Regions from separate parts of the Danio rerio genome. Here region 2 is linked to region 1. Evidence: chromatin contacts called from public HiChIP or PLAC-seq data. All regions are on one chromosome and are shown on one strand. Each heading gives the region's core, a stretch centred on a gene start, on an enhancer-like site or on the middle of the called end of the contact. The rest is flanking DNA. Distances are from core to core; before and after follow the strand shown.

Region 1 (6,454 bases), core at 2,956-5,455:
TAACGTGAGCGCTTTAATGGTCAAATAGGTGTCAAAACGCGGTGTTTAGTGATTATTTACATTAACCCTCATTTGTGTAATAAACAAACGAGTTGAGGATCAAAAGACGTGAAAGAGAAACCATTAAAGAGATAGTGCGCTATAATCCTTCTGCCGCCTGTTTTTATTATTATTAAACAAACATAACGAGAAAACCTTTGCTGCTCTTGACTGAAGGATTGCTGTAGCTAAAGTGTTTTTCTTACAGTGAAGATGCTTAAAGCACAGTTTGTTTCATATTTTTATGCTATTGTATTTATTTCTCTTTCCATTGCAGGGTGGAAAATAACTGTATGTATACAGTTGAAGTCAGAATTATTAGCCCTCTTGAATATTAGCAAACCTTTTCCTGCCCAACTTCTGTTTCATGGAAAGAATATTTTATTAACTTATTTCTGAACATAATAGTTTTGATATCTCATTTCTAATTACTGATTTCTTTTTGTCTTTGCTATAATGACAGCACATAATATTTTACTAGATATTTTTCAAAATACAAGCATTCAGATTAAAGTGCAGTTCAAAGGCTTAATTAGAGTAATAAGGCAAGTCATTATAACGGTAGTTTATTCTGCAGACAATCAAAAATATATATTGCTTAAGTAGGCTAATAATATTGACCTTAAATTGGTTTCAAAATATTTAAACCTGTCTTTATTCTAGCTAAAATAAAACAAATAGATGAAAAAATATTATAGGAAATACTGTTAAAATTCCTTGCTCTGTTAAACATAATTTTTAACTGGCAATGGTTTTGAATAATCGTGATTACAATTATGACCAAAATAATCGTGATTATGATTTTTCCCAAAATCGAGCAGCCCAAAAAAAAAATAATAATAATCTAAACACATGCTTAAAATTCCAACATAATAGTGAAAATAATTAAAATAAATAACTTTAAATAATTATTTAAATTTTACTCACTCAGGCAATCTGCTTGTCAACATGTCGTAAAGGCAAAATTAAAACAAAAATGGCAGACAGACGTAAATGCTGTGATTCTTCAGAGGCGAATAAAAAGATTAGACAGTATGACAAAGCCTACCTAAATTTTGGTTTTATTGAAGGCCAAGAGAAGTTAAAACTGATTAATTAATATTTTCTATACATATTACTATATATTACACAAACACACACACACACACACACATATATATATATATATATATATATATATATATATATATATATATATATATATATATATATATATATATATATACACACAGTACATATGTGTGTGCGTGCGTGCGTGCGTGCGTGTGTGTGTATTTATATGTTGGGGGGGCTCCAGTGTTTGTATATGCTTATGGGGGGGGGCCCCAAAGAAAAAGGTTGGGAACCACTGACTTAGGTGATGGAGAGCTAAATTTTCACTACCTAAAGCTTGAAATAAAAACAATGTCAGACTACTGCTATAAAAGTAGGGCTGCACAATACGTCATTTCACGCAATGTGCACATCTGCAATAGTAACATCGCAAAAATATGCAATGTTGAGCCTGAATTATAGTTGAGCAGGAGCTACAGAATTGTATTTAATTCCTTTATTTATATTGAATGTATATAATTTATGCAAAGTAATTGTTACTTAGAATGTTTGTCTTGTTTCTATCCCAAATGTCTACATCAAAGCAAAGCAAAAACAAGATTTTACTCACCTTTACGGCAGATAACGTTTTTTGTTTTAAGGAAAAACACTTAAATTTGACTTATTTCTACTGACGGTAAAAACAAAACAATATTTTACTTGCTCTAAGAATTGTTTGATATTAAGACTAGAAATGAAAAAACAAAATAAGAAAAGCATTTTTTGCATTGTGATTATTCAATTTCTGTACCTGATTACTGTTAGACTCCACAGAAAACCATCAAATGGTGCTAGTCAAAATAGCACCATGAAACTGTAGTCATAACACAATATTTATCGTAGAAATAATCGCAATTTCAGATTTTATCAATGTCGTGCAGCCCCATCCTATAAAATTAAATAATAAACGTATAATCTATGAACTGTTCTAATTGTTCTTGCTATTTTGTCTTTTTACGTAGATTTCCTTACATCACCACAGGCTTCCATCATCGCAATAAGCTTGTAAGCACATGGGCACTCATCAAAATTGCCCTCACATTCTCCTAATGAATGACTAAAAGATATAGACTCACTGTAGTGCGCATTAGTTCCTTATTCTGCTCAAATGCATGACATTTTTAAAATTCATGTCATATGAAACTGTTCTTCTAACTAGGTTAAAAGAGAGCTACAGTTCCAACCACACACGTTTGCAATGCTGTTTGTAAATTGTGCTAAAACAACCACAGAGCAGTCAGACCAAATTAACAAACAATACTTACATATATACAGAGATTTGGTCTAACAGCAAGGCTCTTGCACTATAAAAAAGCCACTTAGCTCAATTATCCACCATTTTCAAAATGACTAAAATTTTAAAATCAGACAACTCGACTATAAAGATGTCATTTAAACTTCTCTTAAAACATCAGGTGATGGTTGGTTCAACAAAATTGTCTGAATATTTGATTAGGTAGAGATTGCAATCTACTGTTGCTCGATTATAACCACTGTGCATGTAAAAGTATTTTCAGTTCCATGTTCAGACATGATCATTTAACACGCTGCTTTACTACGGTATACAGCAGCAATGCATATTCAAACGTGAGAAGGGAATGATGCACCAGCTCAAATACAAACCACTGAAAGCACACAATCTTGAGTGATCTCAAATCAGATTTAGCACACAGATAGGGCTGGACTTCCTTATTCCGTTCAATAGGTTATGAAAACAATTACAACCTTAAATATCAAAACAAACAATTTATAATCCACACAAAGACATTCAGGTATTGCACACCCTGCGGCTTGATGAAATATGATTAAGCGATTTGTTCATGTGAACTAATCCCCCTATCCATTTCAACACTGCTTCCTCACGTGGCCCAGATTTCCCCCAATCACTTATTTTTTTAAGAATGCTTTAATTCACAAATGCTGACTTCAGAAATGTCTGCCAGTGAATCTGCTCGGGAGGCGCAGCTGTTCGCTCTGCACTACATGAAAGGAAAGAGGGGCTTGCTTTGATGTGCACGAGCGCACCTCTCTCCATTATGAAAAATCCCTGTTAGCATTCTCAATGGCCAGCCCGCATCCATTCATACAAGCAATTCATACTGCACGAATGGGTTAGCATCGCACTCACGCCACAAGCCGTCTCTATTCAAAAGGAGATGCATAAATATTAATGCAAATCCATTACTAGAGCATTTTAATTTTGCATGCATTCTGGGGATGCCTAGTGCAGGCTACTTGTCACCCTGTCAATCAAGCGCATGGATGAGAGCGAGTGCCATGGAAACAGCCTAGATAGGACCGTTGCTCACGTTACCCATCATCACTAGGGAAATCTGACACCCTTGTTAGCCGTGCAAACACACTATCCACTAAAACAAACGCAGTCTCATGAGTTACAGGCAGCTCGTTTAATAAAGAGGCACTCACGCTCAAAATCTGAGTCATCGTCCTCGTCATCTTCGTCCCCGTTGGACTCTGTCTGCATCGGCTCGCCATCAAACATCACTCCCTTCCCCCCGGTTTTGGCGGCGGCCCCGGACCCGTCCTGGCTCCTGGTGTCCCGCAGGCGGGTGAAATACTGCACGGCAAACTCCACCAGGTCCGGCGGCCTCTGGCGCAGCACCTCCACGGTGTAGCCTTGAAGCAGCTCCGTCAGCCCGACTGGAATCTCAATACTCATGTTTAAACAGTAGTAGGGGTTGTGCAGAGATCTGACCCTGTTCTAAATGGCTCCTGAACTATGGTACAAAAATATAAATCAAGTCCTTCCCGTATCAGTGCATGCAGCGGGTTACAGCGCAAGAAGCTCACGAGGGACTTAGTTAATTTTCGTAGCAAAGGTCAGCTGAATCCAGCCCAACACATAAGATTCTTCGGGTTTTTCTTTCCCAAGGTGGGAATTAATCAGGCCGAGTAGTAGAAAATAAAGGCTGACAGCTCTGTTTCCTCCTGCTGCTGCTGCTGCTGAACAGATCTCTTGGCAGGGATTCTGTACTGTACTGTGCGTTGATCCAATGGCTTTAAATTAAAATCGCCCCTCTATTGTGTAGAATCTTACAAAATAAGCGATGAATAGGAGTCAAAAAGTGGAGTTAATGAGATTAGAAGCTGATTAAAGCCAGGCTGAGTGTTAGCGGTGCAGCTATCTGAGTTAGCAGACAAGGCCTTGCCTTTGCTCCAAGCGTGTTTAGTTTCTGTGTCAGGCGTTTGGCTGCTTGATAGTTTGATTAAGGATATGCGAGAGAGAATGAGCCAGTCGCGTGAGAATGAACTATTAAATATGCTTAAATTCAAAGAGCTGTGTATGTTTAATGACAGCTCCGCCTGTCGATATCACCAGCGTCCCTCTAGTCCGTTTTCCTCCAAAGATTCACGGTTTTGCTGGTCGTTGTAAACACGGCAGGTGGTTGTGGAGGTGTGTGGGTAACAGGCTCTACGCTGTGTCGTCGCCGGGGGTTCGTCAAGGAGCGAGGCCGCGCCGGGGTGAGTGTGCAGGCGGCCCCGCGCTGACAGGGACACCGGGCTGGAAGGAGGCAGAGCAGAGCAGGCCTTCTAGTCTTGGTAAATCGGACAAGTGTCAGCTGTCACCGGAAAGCACGAAACGGCGCCCACGGAGACGACGACACCGGCACTCGCGCGCCTCCAAGCATGAAACTGCTACGAAAACCCTCGGTAAACTCCAACCTCTGTGAAGCTGTGGATAATCGCCTCGCCTGTCGCTGTCAGAGCCGCGGTCCTGAATGCATATGTGTCTGGACGTCGAATAAAACAAATTTCGCCATGTATGAGCTGAAATTTTCTCGTTTTTTTTCCTGTGAGAACAGACCGCTGGATCCTCCTGAGTTGCACACTCTCTCCTTCTCCACCGCCGCTGAGCCTCGGGGGCGCGGTCACAGAGTTCGAGAGCGAGCCACAACGTCAAACCCTGATGGATGGCGAGATGAACCAATCGCAAAGCAGCATGAGACACTAGCCCCGCCTCTTTGAAGCGTGCTTGTGCGAGATTTAGGAAGTGGGTGAAGATGAGTTATTTTGCGAGGCTGTTATGGGGTTCAGGGCCAATTCTGACCTCAGCGAGAACTCAGCGATGAGCAAAACACGGAATCCCTCTCTCAGTCAGTAATGCAAGTGAGTGAAGTAAAAACAAAAGTAGCCTACAACAAATCTAAAAGGTGGAGCTGTCACGACAAGAGTTTAGCCTATTCTGTGCACGCGTATGCCGCCATAAAACGTCAAACATTAACTTTTATCATCGAATATGATGTACGACATGAGTCGTTTATTAGGTCAACTTTAAAAACCCAAAGGCTACCACTGACTGAGAATTCCTAGAAGGGCTCGGTGGTCTAGAAGGCTCCATCTTAAGGAGAACTGATGAAATGAATATCCGCCAGGAGAGCAGGAGTTCCCTGTCAGTAAATATAGAGCAGTCGATCTATTCTCGGGTCTCCATTCAGGTCGCAGGTAAAGCCGTTGCCATGGACACACAGAACCACCTTTAAATCCTCCAGTCATTTCCTCGAGGTCCCCCTCGCGCCCCCTGCCGGATAGTAACAGCTCACCGTGAAAGCCGGATTTCCTCTTTTCTCGAAGGGATTGTTCACTCAGCGTCATGTAATTACAAACCTGTGTTTTCTTCTTCTGTGGAACACAACATGAGACGTGTCATCCTTTAGTCAGCATTCACTTATTATTCGCTTATGTAAGGTGTCATCCATTTTAACGCTCGCAGTGCATTTACAATCTGGCCAATATTTACACTAAAAGATTCATTCTTTAGTCATAACCATAACCTTTTATTATTAGCAAACTTTTTAATTAGTGAATATTAAGAAAAATTAATTACTGGATATACCCCTTTAAAAGGGTGACAAGGTGACTCAGTGGTTAGCACTGTCACCTCACTGCTAGACATCCGGTATAGGTAATTGGCCGTGGTGTATGAGTGTGAATGTGAGTGTATGGAAGTTTACCAATACCGGGTTGCAGCTGGAAGGGCATCCACTGCATAAAACATATGCTGGATAAGATGACGGTTCATTCTGCTGTGGCGACCCCTGATGAATAAAGGGACTAAGCCGAAGGAAAAGGAATAAATGACCCCATTAATAAAGAAATAAGATAACTAAGAATCACACACACACACACACACACAAACACACACATTCACTCACTATCTCTCTCCTTCAATCAAGACATGAATTATAATACTGGTGAGAAATCCTTTTTGAAGATTAAATTATGGCCTTTAAAAGTACAAATAATCTACTAACTTTCCTAATGAAACCCATTTGAATTACTGATCTTAATTAAATTTGTAGTG
Region 2 (6,454 bases), core at 1,261-3,760, 43 kb before region 1:
CCATGCTGCGCTGCCATTGGTCATTGAGCAATTGGGCACACGCCTCCTCTAAATCCCAGCGCTCATGAAGAGGCTCAATTCGAAAGACTGTGCAGCTGACGTCACCATCACACCTGCACACACGCCAAGGGTACGTGGTCAACACAGGAGGGCCATCTCTGTTTTAAACTGTGCCTGATTAAACAGCTCTTTTTATAATAAAATAAAGGTTCTTATGTGCTTTGACGGTTTCATAAGGAACATTTAAAGGGATAGTTCAACCAAAAATGACTCACTGTTTTTTCACCCTCAAGTGGTTACAAATGTTCATGAGTGGCTTTATTCTGCTGTACACTAAAGACATTTTGAAGAAAGCTAATAACCTGACTTCCACGGTGCTACAAAAAACAAACACTTTGGAAGTCAATGGTTACAGGTTCTTAAAATTTCTTCTTTTTGTTGTTCAACAGATTAAAGAAAGTCAGGTTTGGAGCAAGTAAAGAGTGAGTAAATGATGACAGGATTTTTGATGGAAATCAGTTTTGTGTAAACTATTCCTTTACCATATATTGAAACTTCCCATAAACTATATGGTTTTGTACAGTAGAAAAAAAAGTTTCTTTAAAATGTTCTTCACATTTTTAAAAAAGGTTGTTTGGAAAACCAAAAACAGTTCTGCACAAACACCGCATTGTAATGTTTATTTTAAAAGGCACAGTTGCTGTTAAATATCCACATGCAGTGTAATCACAGTTAATAGTTAGAGGATTGTTCATTATTTACACCCATTTTTTCTGTATATAATATTATTATAATATTAAATACATATCGCAAGTATTAAAAAGTTATTAGATTTGGTAAACTTCAATAAGTTTCATTTATGTCCCAAAGTTTTTGGGTTTGGCTTGATGTATAAATGATAACAAAACTTTCATTTAGACAAGAACACAAAGTCAAATCTTGCAGATTTGGACCACAATGACTTACAACATTGACTTATAAATTAAGCAGGTGTGAGTTATAAAATTATTAACTTAATACATTGAAAAAAATATATATATATAATATGTATGTGTATATATATATATATATATATATATATATATATATATATATATATATATATATATATATATATATATATATATATATATATATTTAAGCCCAATCATGTGAGTAAATGACAGATGTTTCCTTATTTTACACAGAACATGAACATTTTTCTGTTAAGCGACATGCAGTGTGCTCAACAGTGTTGGACTAATCCTCTTGATTTCACAAACAAATGCAGTTATTTCTCTAACTTGCTGCAACAGCTGTCAGTTGTTTTTAACACCCAGTTTTCCTCACCATCATGTCTAAAGTCACTTTCACAGCCAGTAGCTTAATTAATAAAAAGCCAGATGCACATTTTAATTCACAGCGTTCGAGCAACAAACACATTCAATAGGAGTTTCTCATACATAGCACATATTAAAAATATATATCTGCACATGTACAAAAAAAAACATCAAAGGAAGTCAGGAAGCTGTGGGCTGGATGTGTGATTCCTGTGTTACACCACATAGAAGTCATGCTAATGTGAACCGTTTGAATAAAGACAGACATCTAAACTTACATATACAAAAATATATAGCTTTAACATTCATGTTTAGTTTAGACATGCTTTTCTTTAGTCTCTGGGCTGTGTCATTTCACAGGTCAGAAAACACCAAACTCACTAAATTTGGTACAAAACGTTGTGACATTTGAATAACATTTCATACATTAAACATTCAAAAAATGACATTAAAGTTCACCTAAATAAGAAGATTCTGTCAATAATTATTTGAACTCATCCTGTGTGATTTTCTTTCTTTCTTTCTTTCATGGAATGTAGAAGATATTTCGAATAATGTTAAAGCCCGCTGGCTTTCACTATATGGACTAAAGAAGAAAAAAAATTTAAAGAAAAAGAAAAAAAAATGAAAGAAAACAAAAAGTACTTTAGACCATTCTTCAAAACTTCTTCTTTCATGTTCCATGTGATAAAGCTACAGGCTTGGTATGACACAAAGTTAATTAGATGACAGAAGTTTCTTTTTTGAGGGAATTAATCATACTTTTGATGGCAAAAAAATAAAACTAACATTACACTAAACAATGTTAACGGAGACAGCATAGCGACATACAGCAATTTTTATTTTACTATTAAATTAAAAACAAAGAAAAACAAAAAATGCAAATCTTACTAAATCACAATAAACAAAAATAATAAAAATATCTAAAAAATGAATCAAAATAATCGATCTCACCTGCAGAGCTTAGAGACAAAACGGCCAGTTAATGTTTCAAAACTCTTTCTCATGCAACTGAGGCTTAAAATAAGGAAATGCAAGACATGTAAATGATCTCTTTCTCTGTACCGGGTAGCACTGGTCTGGGATTAGCTTAGCCAGTTATCTTGTAGTCGTTACAGACATTTTGATGTGGAGAAGACTGATTCTAGATCAGTAGTAGAAGGAAATGACTATTAACAGCTTTTTGACTTTACTGAGACAAGTGTGAAATGCTGATAGGAAGTATGTGGGCTCCGTGCTATCAATATTTGCAGGACCTAATATAAAATAACTAAAATAATAGTTAAAGATTTTAAATCTGGGGGTTAAGTTTGGAGCTTGTGTTGCATTGAGTTTGTTTCATTCAGACTGCAGGACAAAAATACATTTTCTGAAGCAAATCACAAACATAATTCTGACAATCCCCTTACAAAAACAGCATCAAAAACTTGTTTGTTTTTTTAAGTTACACCAAAGTTAACCACAAATAAACCATGGTTTTACTACTTTAACTATAGTTTATCTATTGTATGTCCAAGTAAATTTATGGCTATACTAACGTTACTGGTAATCGATGTGACGACAAAACATTTACTATAGTTACAGTTTACTATAATAAACCGCGAATCCGCGATTAATTTATTTAAGGTTAAACGGGAGCTAAAGAGAGGTTGATTCCACATTTTTTTTACAATTGAAAAGACATTGTAATCTGTCGTATTATGTTTATAACGTAACTTTCTAAAAGACAGTCTCTTGAAAACGTTATGAACTACATGCCTCAGCACACAAGACCACAACGCGACATTCGACTTCAAAACAAGTCTGATGCGGAGAGATAAATCAACAAACACTCATGATTCTCGTTGGCTGTTGACACATGCTGTGTATTTTGGGTTTAGTTTGAATCTATGTGATACCTACATGCTGGAAACTTTATAGCTGGCACAGCAGCAGCTGTTTTGAATCTCCCTCTTCTTCTGGTGGAGTAGATCAGACAGCGCCTTAGTTTACTTACTGCCACCTACTGGATATCCCGAGAGTTTCACACGATCTAAGTACAGTGTACAATAAGTATACTTATATTCTTTATAACACTTAATGTAGTTACAATAATCCATACGTGTATTATAAAATATTATTTTATTAAAATTAATATTTTACTACAGGCAGGCCTCGACTTTAAGTATTAATTTCTTTGTATGAGTTTGAAATGGACCTAACACAGTGACAAAGCAAGAAGCAAACTATTTGTTTTTACTCCGAGTGAGAAGACAACTCAGAAATGTCTCTGTGGCTCAATACAACCCCTTAGAAAAATTCTACCAAACACTGCAAAACAATTTAATGTTTTATTCTGAGATAACGGTTGGGCAGAACAAATGATCAGTAAAGGTATAGTTCCTTGGTCCCACTTTATTTAAGGTGGCTTTAACTACTATGTAGTTGAATCAAAAATAAATGAATATGAACTAACTGTTCATAATGTATGTTCTGGTGCTTCTGAGGTTGGATAAGGGTAGGGGTTAGGGACAGGTTTATTGCTATGGGTAAAGTTTAAGGGTGTACTGTATAAAATGCAGGCTTCGACACAATTCCTTCATGTTGTCCCAACACAAATTAAGTTAAATTAACCATCTTCATAAATTTAAGTTGACTGAACATAAAAATATCAGTTGTCCCAAAAAAAAAAACTTAATTATGTTGTTTCAACTCATTTTAAACAAGTAGTTTGAACAAGAAGGAAAAAGTTAAGGTGTAAGGATAAAGATAGTGAAGTGTGTAATTTCAGAAATTAATTAGATATAATTACACCCAGGTATTTAATCAATCATAAGTATAAAGTAAAACATGTATTTACAAAATAAGTACGTTGTATAAAAAGATTAAATTTGTTAAAGTATTCTACTTGTTTGGGCATCATTGTGGCGCAGTGTGTAGCACAATCGCCTCACAGCAAGATGGTCGTTGGTTCGAGCCTTGGCTGGGTCAGTTGGCATTTCTGTGTGGAGTTTGCATGCTCTCCCTGTGTTTGCAGGGGTTTCCTCTGGGTGCACAGTCCAAAGACGTGGTAGGTGAATTGGGGTATGCAAAAATTTTCCGTAATGTATGTATGTAAATGAGTGTGTGCAGATGTTTCCCAGTGATGGGTTGCAGCTGGAAGGGCGTCCGCTGCGTAAAACATATGCTGTATAAGTTGGCGGTTCATTCCACTGTGGAAACCCCAGATTAATAAAGGGACAAAGCCGAGAAGAAAATGAATGAATGAATGAATGAATTTTTGATTTATCCAACACTTCTCAGTGTGGGTCAATGGCGCCATAAGGATAGGTCTTCACAGATGTTCCTCAGAACTGTATTTGAGTCTGTTTTGCTTCCAAGATAAAAAGTTGGACTTGGGTAAGTAAAACTCCACTCATTTTCTCCAAAGGAATTTAGTTTTTTTGGACAATAATTGAAGACGGACCTGTTATGAGCTCAATGCTTGTTTAAATGAATATTAAAAAGCTGACATCTGTAAATGAATGCTTTTGTTTATCTCCATTGCTTCCCTCACTGAAGCAACAAGTACAGTCTTGTACCTTTTCCTTTTTGCCTGATTTTCAGATATTTCTTTGCTTCAAACCAAAGTTTGCAATCCTTTGATTTACCCCACAGCTGGTTGATTTATTTCACATTTAATAAACCCTTAACAAAGCTGTTTTTATTTTGCCTAAAAAGTGGATGGCTACTAATGTACCCTAATAGCTCAAACAATAATCACAGGGCTAATTTAGTTAGTCATTTTCTAAATAAATTCATGAATAGAAAATACAGATAGAATTCAAATGGGATCAAAGTTTTAGTTCACCTAAAAGTTATTAATTACTCACCCTCATGTCATTCCAAACCCTGAGAGCTTCATCTTCAGAACACAAATGAAGATATTTTAGGTGAAATCTGAGAACTCCCTCATCCTCCATAAAGAGCAGGGTTCACAATCATTCAAAGTCTAGAATGGCATAAAAAACATCCTCAAAATGGACCACATGCCTTTAGTGGTTCAATCAAAATATTATCATGCTATGAGAACACTTGTGTCCACATAAAACAAAAATAACTTCATTCAACATTTCTTTTCCTCAGTGCAAGCGATAACAAAAATATAAATTTGTATCCCGAAAATCAATAAAGGTCTGGGGTGTTTGGAATAACATCAGGGTCAATTGGCTGAACTAACACTTTAATATCAATAAAGTATGTTTAATACAATATCGTACCCAAAGTCCATCCGAACTCAGTCCTGGAGGGCTGGTGTCTTTGAGTGTTTAGCGACAACCCTAATTAAACACACCTGAACCAGCTAATCAAGTTCTTACTAGATATACTAGAAACTTGCTGGCAGGTGTGTTGAAGAAAGTTGGAGCTAAACTCAGCGGGACCCCTGCCCTACACCAATGGTCTCAAACTTAATTCCTGGAGGGCCGCAGCTCTGTGCAAAGTCTATCTCCAACCAACTCCATCTCACACCTGATTAATAATCTCTAGTTGTCTTGAACACCTTGATTAGTTAAGACAAGCTGTGTTTGATTAGGGTTGGAGCAAAACTGTGCAGAGCTGTGGCCCGCCAGGAATCCAGTTTGAGTCCTATGCCCTACACCAGGGGTGCCCAAACTTGGTCTTGGAGGGCGGTGTCCTCCTGTGTTTAGCTCCAACTTGTTTTCTAGTATCTTTAGTAAGAAACTTGATTAGCTGGTTCAGGTGTGTTTGATTAGGGTTGTCGCTAAACTCTAAAGGACACCTGCCCTTCCAGGACCAAGTTTGGTCACCCCTGCCCTACAACATAGGTCTCAAACTTAATTCCTGGATGGCCTCAGCTTTGCTCCAACCCTAATCAAACACAGCTTATTCAACTAATCAAGGCGTTCAAGACTACAAGACACTACTAGATCAGCTGTGTTTAATTAAATTTGGAGCAAAGCTGTGCAGAGCGGCCCACTAGGAATCCAGTTTGAGACACGAACCCTCCACCCTTCCCCAAACTAAAAGTAAAAAAAAATCCCAAATAAAAGCAGACACCCTGATTTATCCAAAGTTTATTAAAAGTACAATCTGTAAATGCTGAAACTAGCCAACCCTCGATGGTGTTAACCAACTAACAACAGCCAACTACCGCC

What was found. HiChIP or PLAC-seq counts read pairs in DNA pulled down with a chosen protein or histone mark.
Region 2: a contact with region 1 is called in an H3K4me3 HiChIP or PLAC-seq map of gastrula embryo, with 2.8 times the contacts expected there. The contact joins the promoter of naa80 here to the promoter of prkar2aa in region 1. A contact is called at or near these places in 5 of 18 Hi-C or Micro-C datasets (caudal fin, embryo, hematopoietic stem cells and 1 more) and 4 of 4 datasets of contacts at active chromatin or transcription factors (caudal fin, embryo, gastrula embryo and 1 more).

What each region holds. Positions count from the first base shown.
Region 1 is chr8:28,227,609-28,234,062 of GRCz12tu, reverse strand. prkar2aa (protein kinase, cAMP-dependent, regulatory, type II, alpha A) reads right to left here and starts at 4,205. Exons shown (of 10, transcript NM_001077370.2): 1 at 3,559-4,205. The coding sequence starts at 3,811. LOC141375638 (a long non-coding RNA gene) reads left to right here. Exons shown (of 2, transcript XR_012384374.1): 2 at 1,397-4,196.
Region 2 is chr8:28,268,820-28,275,273 of GRCz12tu, reverse strand. naa80 (N-alpha-acetyltransferase 80, NatH catalytic subunit) reads right to left here and starts at 2,510. Exons shown (of 2, transcript XM_073910438.1): 1 at 2,274-2,510; 2 at 1-113. The coding sequence starts at 2,326. hyal3 (hyaluronidase 3) reads right to left here and starts at 2,324. Exons shown (of 4, transcript NM_001128293.1): 1 at 2,274-2,324. It overlaps prkar2aa (protein kinase, cAMP-dependent, regulatory, type II, alpha A), which reads right to left. Exons shown (of 10, transcript NM_001077370.2): 10 at 6,357-6,454.